Linked DNA regions of Ovis aries: region 1 is linked to region 2. A link is a contact called in public Hi-C data. All regions are on one chromosome and are shown on one strand. The core of a region is the stretch at or near the end of the contact, and the rest is flanking DNA. Distances in the headings are between cores, read along the strand shown. Region 1 overlaps SPTB (spectrin beta, erythrocytic). Region 2 has its middle 46 kb from the start of PLEKHG3.

What was found. A called contact is a pair of places that touch in the nucleus more often than the background predicts.
Region 1: a Hi-C map of mixed tissues shows a contact between it and region 2, with 3 times the contacts expected there. The contact joins two enhancer-like sites. A contact is called at or near these places in 10 of 16 Hi-C or Micro-C datasets (blood, hypothalamus, liver and 5 more).

Annotation. Positions count from the first base shown.
Region 1 is chr7:74,962,767-74,967,701 of ARS-UI_Ramb_v3.0, reverse strand. SPTB (spectrin beta, erythrocytic) reads left to right here. Exons shown (of 37, transcript XM_060418657.1): 35 at 248-421; 36 at 682-724; 37 at 870-4,137. The coding sequence ends at 1,037. Among named protein-coding and RNA genes, the nearest start is that of PLEKHG3, 48 kb to the right of the region's middle. Within about 2 kb of position 1,806, at least 7 of the 54 cell types and tissues checked have an H3K27ac peak or open chromatin away from gene starts, as enhancers often do.
Region 2 is chr7:74,868,347-74,873,066 of ARS-UI_Ramb_v3.0, reverse strand. No RefSeq gene overlaps it. Among named protein-coding and RNA genes, the nearest start is that of PLEKHG3, 46 kb to the left of the region's middle. Within about 2 kb of position 3,361, at least 3 of the 54 cell types and tissues checked have an H3K27ac peak or open chromatin away from gene starts, as enhancers often do.

The DNA.
Region 1 (4,935 bases), core at 557-3,056, 96 kb before region 2:
GAAATCCCACATGTAGATTATTCTTAATTGTAATTTTTTTAGTTATAAAATGTATTACTCTTGATCACGGTAAAATTGGTGTAGTTAAGAAAAATGGTAAAGCCTCCGGTATTCTTACCTGGACAATCCTGTGGGCAGAGGAGCCTAGCAGGCTAACATTCATGTGATCACAAAGAATCAGACACGACTGAGCAACTGAGCATGCAAGTGAGGACTGTAGGTGACCTGCCTGTGTGTACCTTCACAGGTCCTGGAACAACCTGTACTGTGTGCTCAGGAATAGTGAGCTGGCCTTCTATAAGGATGCCAAGAATCTGGCCCTGGGGGTGCCCTACCATGGAGAGGAGCCCCTGACCCTGAGACATGCCATCTGTGAGATTGCTGCCAACTACAAGAAGAAGAAGCATGTCTTCAAGCTGAGGTGAGGCCCTGCCTGTTCACCACTCCTTCCCTGATGGCTCGATCTGGCCTAAGTGGCCAGTCAAGGTACCACTGTATGTGACCAGCTGCAGGCCTGAGGTGCCCCTCAGAGATTTTTCAAATAAGAGAGGCTGGTGATCCTGATTTCTGCCTCTCTCAGAAAGCTCTGTGCTGCCTGACAGGGTCCTGGTCATGGGAAAGCTTGGGGAGCTGGGGGTCAGAGCCAGAGGTGGCCACGGGGGAAACCCTTTGTCCTCCTAGGCTGAGCAACGGCAGCGAGTGGCTCTTCCACGGCAAGGATGAGGTAAGTGCAGGGCCGCCAGGCCCTGACCTCCCCCAACAAGGAGCAGTTGGGAGGGACCCGTGCCCCTTGGGCTCAAGGCTCCATCAGAAGGGGTTGTCCTAGAGGCAGCCCGTCCTTTGAGGATCCTGACCCTCCCGCCCTACAGGAGGAGATGCTATCCTGGCTGCAGGGCGTGAGCACGGCCATCAACGAGTCCCAGAGCATCCGCGTCAAGGCACAGAGCCTGCCCCTTCCCCCCATCACCGGCCCCGATGCCAGCCTCGGCAAGAAGGACAAGGAGAAGAGATTCAGCTTCTTCCCCAAAAAGAAGTAGCCTCTCGGGCGCCCGGCGGGTGAAGCCGGTGCGTCGTTAGGACATGCGGGGACTAGCGCCTCCCTCCTCGGCCGGACCTTCCTCCTGCCCACTGCCCGGCCGCCGCCGCTGCCTGCCGCCTGCCTGCTCTGAGCTGCCGGCCGGCCGGCCGGGCGCGGGCCCCGCTGCACTGCGATCGCTGCCTTCGCCCGCCCAGCCCGGCCCGGCCCGGCCCGGCCCAGCCCACGCCTGCCTCCGCGCCCTCCGCCCCGGGGCCCCGCACACAGCGAGTGCGGGCTCCAGGGACGCGGCTCCCAGCTCCGCGGGCCCTCGGGGCCTCCGAGTCTGGGGGCAGGAAACGATTTTTGAGGCCCACACGCTCTTCTCCCGACCCTCCTTACGAGGCAGAGGGGAGCCAGTCCCCACAACCCTATTCCCACACAAGCTGGAGGAGAAGGCTTGATGGGGGTTCCTCAGATGCTGAAAAGTGAAAGTGAAGTCGCTCAGTCGTATCCGACTCTGTGACCCCATGGACCGAAGCCTTCTCTGTCCATGGGATTTTCCAGGCAAGGGTACCGGAGTGGGTCGCCATTTCCTTCTCCTGTGGATTCCTGTCCAGGGATCGAACCTGACTCTCCCGCATTGCGGGCAGGCGCTTTACCCTCTGAGTCAGCAGGGAAGATTCCTGAGATGCTGCCCACTCCCAAAGCAAGTGTTGCTTGGGGTCCTGTCCAACTCGGTCACAGCCAGGGGAAGAGAAAAGGTCCTTGGGAAGGCCCGGCCTGCCCCCTAGGGGCGTGAGGAGGGAGTCTTCAGGTAGCTCTGGGCCAGGGGCCGCTGCCTCCCCCCCTCAGAGGTCACTGCAGCCCCTCCTCCCATAAAGGGGGCACTGTCCCAAATCGATAGGTCGTAATTGCGAGGGGCCTCCCTCCGCCTCAGCACCCCCTTGCTGCCACTGGGCCAGGTGGTGGTTGGACCCTAAGCTCTCAAGCAGCCCTCTTTTTTTAAAAACTACAGCTAGTTTAGGGCTCAGGCCAGAAGGAGGCAGATAAGACTTCCACACTGCCCGAGGCGCCACCTCTCCACTCTGGGGTCTGCGGCACTCCCAGTAGCTGCTAGACCAGCAGTACCCCACTCAGACCCCAGGTCTCAGAGAGACAGTGCAGGTCCCCATACGAGATGGTCACCGCAGCGCCTGCATTAGAGCATCCCAAAGCCAAATACTCCATGCGTCCTGTCTGCAGCTGGCACCATCTGAGGGTGCTGGCTGAACTCACAGCAAAGTTCATGACCTGTCACCCTGAGGTGGCAGATGCGGCCACACCTGGGTATTACAACCCTGGTAACAATCCCAGGAGAGCTGGGACAAATGTTGGGGCTGGAGCCATTAAGATGTGGCAAGTACCCTTGCGCAGGTCCTCCTGAAGGGCCTGACCTGAGTCAGGGGGCTACATGGGAATCTATCCCCCAATCCTAGGTACAGCCAAAAGGGGCCCTGCAACCTCTCTCCCCAGGGATAACCGTCCCCATGCTGCCAAAGTCAGACATCTGGAGGGAACAGACCACTGGTTCCACAGTATTCTTTCCACCACCCTCTGAAAGCAATACAGCTCCAGCCCAACATCTTAACTTGGGTTACGTCCAAAAGAAGGCTTGAGTTGCAGGCAGCAGACACTCCCCTGGGCAGAGCAGAAAGGACCCTGGGACCTGCAGTTGCTGTTTCCATCACCTTCCCCATGGGAAGGAGCCTTAGACACACTGAGACGATCCCCCATAACTGGGTGAGGCTAAGGCAGAAACCACAGGCCTAAGCATCTGGAGTTACTAGGCCTTCCCAGGAGCCCTTAGTGCTCGAGATCAATTACTACTATGTCAAGGGAAGGCAACTTCAGCAGACAAGAACCACAGGAGGGAAGTTCTCTGACGGGGCCTGACATGTGGTCCCACCTTGGGAGCCAGGGTCTTCATGTGTCCTCTATCTACCTATCCCTGTGGCCCTCTGTGCATCCACAGGGAACCTAATCTGTACCACTCACCAACCTCTCTACACCTAGGGGAAACCAAGGCAGGAGGCAATTAGGTAGTGATGCTCACCTGGCAATAACAAAGGCCTCAGGCACACCTGAAGGCGTGTCCTGCTCCAGGATAGATGGCATGTTCCTTGCTGAAGAGCAGGTGGTGGCAAGTCTCTCTCAGCTGTCCCCATGGGCCAATTTGTGGGAGCCAAGACACTAGGGGCCACCTTTTGCCTTCCACGTGTGCTTCTGAAGTGAGAGATTTCAGCAAGCAACTCCACAGTCCCAAGAATGAAAGGGCCTCGAGGATAAGCTAGGATTTTCCCACCCCTGGGCCCCTGGACTGGGCAAGGACAGCAACCAGCTGCATTTGACCCACCGCCTGCCACCAACTTCCCATGCACCCCTCTCCTACACCACACAGGCCCCAAGACCCTTGACCAACTGGAATGAAACTGCAGGCACCCAGCTTTGGGACTCTGAGCCACATGGGGGCGGGAGGGGGAGGTTAAGCTCCTGGCACCCTGCCAAGTTTTTTGTTTTGGTTTTTTTTTTTTTTTTTTTTCCTCCTTACATTTTCTACTTTGCAGTCTTTTAACAATATCCCCAAATAGCTCCAGTCCACACCAGCATATCAGGCTTCCTCCCCAGAGCAGTTTAGAGGAAGCTCCTTCTGGGCATGGTCAGGTGGTCCTCCTGCCCTCTCTTCTTCCCCTTTGTCCCCCTGGCCTCAGTGGACTGTGGCTGAGGGAGGTCAGGAGGGTCCTCGGGAGGCTTGGCTTCCATGCCACCCCACCCCTCCTTCCTGCCTATCGGAGGGAATGTAGAGTCCCCAAGGGTGGCTCTGGATCTCCTTCCTCCCTTCAGTGGGAGGGGGCAGAGATCCAGAAGACCCCATGGCTCGGTCCCTTGGACAAGCAAGCTCAGGGAAGATGCAACGGAGGAGGCGGCGGCAGACGACTGCAACCCTGTTGGGCACAGACCTTGCAATCTGGGGCTGGCCCTGGGGCCGGCCGGGTCTTGTCCTCCACCTGCTCAAATGTGCTTCCACGAACCAGAAGAAACCCATTTACTAGTTTTTCTAATAAATCAATAATGCTCCATAATTCTATTTGGCCTGTTTCCCTTTGAATTGGACCAAAGAGGGCTGGTTGAGTAAGCAAGGCCGGATCTGTGGACCCAGGACCACCATGGAGACAGAGAGAGGTACAGCCAGGCTGTTGACTTGTCCCTGGAGTCTCATAGAAACAACTCTGCCAGGACCCAGGTCCTGTGCTTCACTTGTGACCCTGAGAAAACTCATTCATGCATTCAGCCATCTTGTGGGCCTGCTACAGGCCTTTCTGCATGGAGCGCGGGGCAGAGATCTGAATATCAGAGTCCACACGCCTGGGGTTCATTTCTGGGGCAAGTGTGCTTTAAGTCCCTTCAGTCATGTCTGACTTTTTGCCACCCTGTGGACTGTAGCCTGCCAGGCTCCTCTGTCCATGGGATTCTCCAGGCAAGAATACTGAAGTGGGTTGCCATGTCCTCCTCCAGGGAATGTTCCCAACCCAGGGATCAAACTTGTATCTCTTCTGTCTCCCGTATTAGCAGGCAGGTTCTTTACCTCTTACACCACCTGGTGACCCAGCCAGTTAAGTGCAGGGCTGGGTCTCCTGACTCTCACTCCAGTGTGTGATTTCTCGTTATAATCTGACTTGCCTGGTAGGAACCAGCAGGCTCCTCAGCAGCTGCTCAAGTGGCCACAGACCATTCCAGGCAGCTGGTAGAACATGGGCCGGACCAGCTCAGCTTCTGCCCAGGGAAGGCCTCCTCTTGCCTCTGATACTTGACCTCATTAGACTCTGCAGACTCATCTTTAGGCTGAGTCTATCCTCCCAGGTCAGAAGACCTGCAAGACA
Region 2 (4,720 bases), core at 2,112-4,611:
TTTGTCCCCTCTTTTCTTTTTTTCTTTTTCCTTTTTGGCTGCACGGCTTGCAGGATCTTAGCTCCCTGACCAGGGATCAAACCCAGGCCCCAGCAGTGAAAGCACCAAGTCCTAACCACTAGACTGCCAGGGAATTCCACACCCTGCACTCTTGTTTAAAGATGTTCTTTTCTTTTTTAAACGGTTTATTCATTTTGGCTGTGCTGGGTCGACATAGTTTCTCTAGCTGCGGTGCACAGGCCTCCCGTCGCAGTGGCTTCTCTTGTTTCAGAGCATGGGCTCCAGGCACGCAGGCTTCAGTAGTTGCGGCATGTGGCTCTGTTTTTGTGGAACAGGGGCTCAGCAGTTGCGTCTCCTGGGTTCCAGAGCATAAGCTCAAGTAGTTACGGCAAGTGGGCTTAGTTGCTCCACGGCCCATGGGATCTTCCCCGACTGGAAGTTGAACTGGTGTCCCCTGCATTGCAGGGCAGATTCCTAACCACTGGACCACCAGGGAAGCCTTAAAGATGTTCTAATGAAGCTAAACTCCCTTTCCCAAATTCCTCCAGGTGGGTCCCCATGGGTCCGTGGACTCATAGTGCCACCCTCAAGTCACTGGCTGGCATGGCCATCTGGGGTTGGGGCTTTGGAAAAAGTGATACATGAGGGTCTACAGTAGGCCAAGGCCTCGAAGGCGTCCTTCATAGGAGCCGGTTCAGCAAGCAAGAGCTGGGAGGGCTGAAGTGGGACCTTGCCTGACACTTGGTTGTTTGCAGTTGGAAAATGAGTAATTACTGCCTTTGCCGTAGAAACAAGCTACCTCTTTTGACTAAAACAAAAATAAAATCCACAAAAACATCTAGCAAACAGGCATATGGAATTGACCAGAAAGAGGACTAAAGTCTCAAGAACAAATTGCTTATTGATTGAAGCAAAAGGTCTTAATAAGAACTGGCTTCAGCACAAATACAGCTTTTGAATCCGCAGCATCTCACTCCAACCCAAGTGACCTGCAGGTGGGGCCCAAGGAGCCTATATAGAGATGATGGTCAGGTATAGAAAGCACTGGGCTCTGGTCACATGATTCACAAAGGGCCCCCTACTCTGGCTTCGGACGTCATCTCTAGATGACAGGATTGAGAGACATTGATGTTTGGTGTAGATCTCTAAGTCCAAGTTCCATCGCTGCCTGTAGAGCACTTCATGTCATAGATTTAAAATAAATCAGGGCATTATAGTGCAAAAGCATAATTACCTTTACTCTATGTTTCTGTGTATTAATCTGTCAAATATAAACTTTTAAAATATAGCACAGTTCCCAGCAACCTTTTGAGTGGGGACATTTCTTCACACTTTAATATTTGTTGCTGTTCAGTCACTAAGTTGTATCTGACTCTTTGCCACCCCATGGACAGCAGCACACTAGGCTTCCCTGTCCTTCACTACCTCCAGGGAGTTTGCTCAAACTCATGTCCATTGAGTCAGTGATGTCATCCAACCATCTCATCCCCTGTCATCCCCTTCTCCTCCTGTCCTCAATCTTTCCCAACATCAGGGTCTTTGCCAATGAGTCAGCTACTAGGAACCTTAAAAAATGCACCTAACTGCAGGTTACTCTCAACCTCTAAGTGGCCCTGGCCAAGATCTGCTGTTGAGAGCAAAGAATTCCTGCAAAAATGGTTTTTCCCTTTTTCACATTGATTTTTCTCAAGACTTTCTTGCTTCTCTGTAAGAGGAGACAATCTGGTAAAGGATCCGTCTCCTCATTTAGAGGAAATCCATCTGCAAGAACAAGCCCTGAAAATTCCCCTTGTTCAACCAGACTGAAGGGCCTCTGAGCATATTCACACACGGAATGTCTGGCTCCCTCCCTACACCCACTCCACCAGGGTTTGAACTACAGACATAGCACATTTCTCTGTATTCCTGCCAGCTCTAAATCATGGCCTCATGTAGCACCAACGTGAGGTTTTCTTTACCTCTTATGTAAACCCCCAAAGCCTGCAATAAAACACATCCAAATTTTCACTGGAGCATTTGCCACCTGCTCCTGGTCCCCCTAAGGTGAAGCTGTGATACTTGGCCTTGAAGTCTGAGATGTTTTTGTTAATGGGACACACCTCAGAAATCAGTTTCAAGAAAAAAGGGTAGAAGCCTCCCTCTGGAACTTCCTCTCTTGAAGTTAATAAAAATGTCAGTGATGGACTGTGTCCAGCGGGGCTGCTGGCAGCCAACGTACAGTCGCAGATGAACTGCAGCCACGCCGTTTTCCCACACAGGCTGCCGACATCTCACCCTGTAGAGACCAGCTCTTCTTTTTTTTTTTTTTCTTTCATTTTTACTTTATTTTATTTTACAATACTGTATTGGTTTTGCCATACATTGACATGAATCCACCACGGGTGTACATGCGTTCCCAAACATGAACCCCCCTCCCACCTCCTTCCCCATAACAACTCTCTGGGTCATCACCGTGTAACATGTATACTATCATGTAAGAATTGAATCGCCAGTCTATGTCCGACGCAGGATACAGCATGCTTGGGGCTGGTGCACGGTGAGACCAGCTCTTCTTAGGAAACACAGCTAGCACTAAAACCTCATAAATCTGAGCGTTGATCCAGAGACTCCGCAGTTTCTGTTTCAGGGATGAACTGTTCACTCAATAAATGTATGTATCAGGAATTCCCTGGTGGTCCAGTAGTTAGGACTCCTACGCTTCCAATACAGGAAACCCAGACTCGATCCCTGGTCAGGGAACTAAGGACACAAAAGTTTAGCATGCCCCCCCAAAAGGAAAAAAAATATGTATATTTTAAGGTAGAATTTTTAAAAGTTGGGGTACAATTCATATAATATAAATACCATCACCTTAAAGTTTACAGTTCAGTGTTTTTTAGTATATTTCCTGTATTGTGCAACTATTACATCTCTCTAATTCATGTGAAGAGATTTTTTTCTTTTTTTTATTATCCCCCCCCTCCCACTAACCCCTAACAACCACTGGGTTTTTTATAGATTTGTCTATTCTGGACGCTTAAGTGGATTCATATAATATGCAGCCTTTTGTCTCTGGCTTATTTCACTTAGCATAATGTTTTCAAGGTTGTAACAGTACGTTATTACTTTTTATGGTTGAATAATATTCCACTGTATGGATACACCGCATTCTATTCATGCATGCATGAGCTGATGGACATTTGGGTATTTCTGCTTTTTGGTTATTATGAATATTACTGCTATGAACATTTGCATACAAGTTTCTGTGTGGACACATGTTTTCAGTTCTCTTGGGTAAATACCTAAGAGCAGAATTGCGCACACTATGGTGACTTTGTTTAACTTCCTGAGGAAGTACCAGACTCTTCTCTCACTCAATGCATGTTAACCAGCTCCCACACCCTCTGCACCAGGAACCAAGAGCACAGTGGTGGACCTGGCAGGCCTGGCTACTTGCCCTCTGGGGCATGCAACTCGGCAGAAGGAGACATTAAACAGATTATTAAAAATAATGATAAAAAACAGCACAAAAAAAAAAGATTACTTGTACAAATTCCAAGAAGGGGAAGTTCATGCCGCTATGAGACTATAATACAGGGAGGCCTGACCTGAGGATTGAACCAAGGTCATAGGACAAGAACACAGGCACTCTTGAAACAACAAATTTAGGACCTGTGATACCAGAAAAACCTCCTAATTAACGGGAAATTGAAATGAAGAAGTTCTGTAATTAAGTGGGGTTTTGAAATCTCTCACCATTTGGGGGCAGAGATGCTCCACCCGCCCCTGTGGAAGGTCTGAAGTGATTTATGGGAATATTTAGCCATGGAAATGTGACAAGGGAACAGGCCAATAATGTTTGAGGATAACAATGAATAAACTCTCAGGCTGCCTTCCTCCTCCTCTTTAAGGCCCAGGAGAATTTTCTCCCTTCACTTGCCCCTGCCTTCCTGACTCAGACCTTTGCAGCTTTCCCTTCCTGAGGCCCTTCCCAACAGCCACTTACAAAATCAACCACCTATTGTTTAAAGTAGCAGTTCAAATTCAGCCTCTCACAGGAAGAAGGGAAGCTCTGGAAATGTCAGCAATTAACTCCCAGGAATGTGAAAGTTTAGTTTGACCTCAAGAGATGAATGTTGCTGTATTTCAAGTGGCAGAATTTTATGAAGTTTCGTTCCTGCTGAATGAATGTAAAATATGTGTACTGTGGTCAAGGCACTGGGTTAGGTGCTCTAGGGAGATACAGAGAAACAGGGGTGTTGGCCTCAGTCCTGTCCTTAAGAAAGTGTCCAGTGAGAGGGAAGAGCCTGATGAAAGATATACACCGCATATGTGAGTCCCGTGAGGCTGATGGATCCATAAGAGAAAGAGTTATGTGGGGGAGGAAGAGAGGTCTCCTTGGGTTGTGTTGGGAACCCCAGACTTCACAAAGGAAGTGAGACTGAGGATAAACAAATAGGCTTTACACAGGCACCCAGCAGGGGAGATGACTTTCCAACACAGCAGATGACAGGTGCAAAGGCCCAGCAGTAGAAATTTGAAAGATATGCTAGGTATAACATAGAGGTTCCTGAATGATGCTTTGTTTTTTTAAAAAATGGAGACACCTTGAAGTTTCTAGTTTTAATCGAATAGCCCCAGTAAGGTCTGAGGTTTCTCTTTCATCCCTAAACAAGGAGATATCAAACTATCAGGGTGCAATGATCAGAAAGAGAACACTGCTGGCTATTCAGTTCCTTTT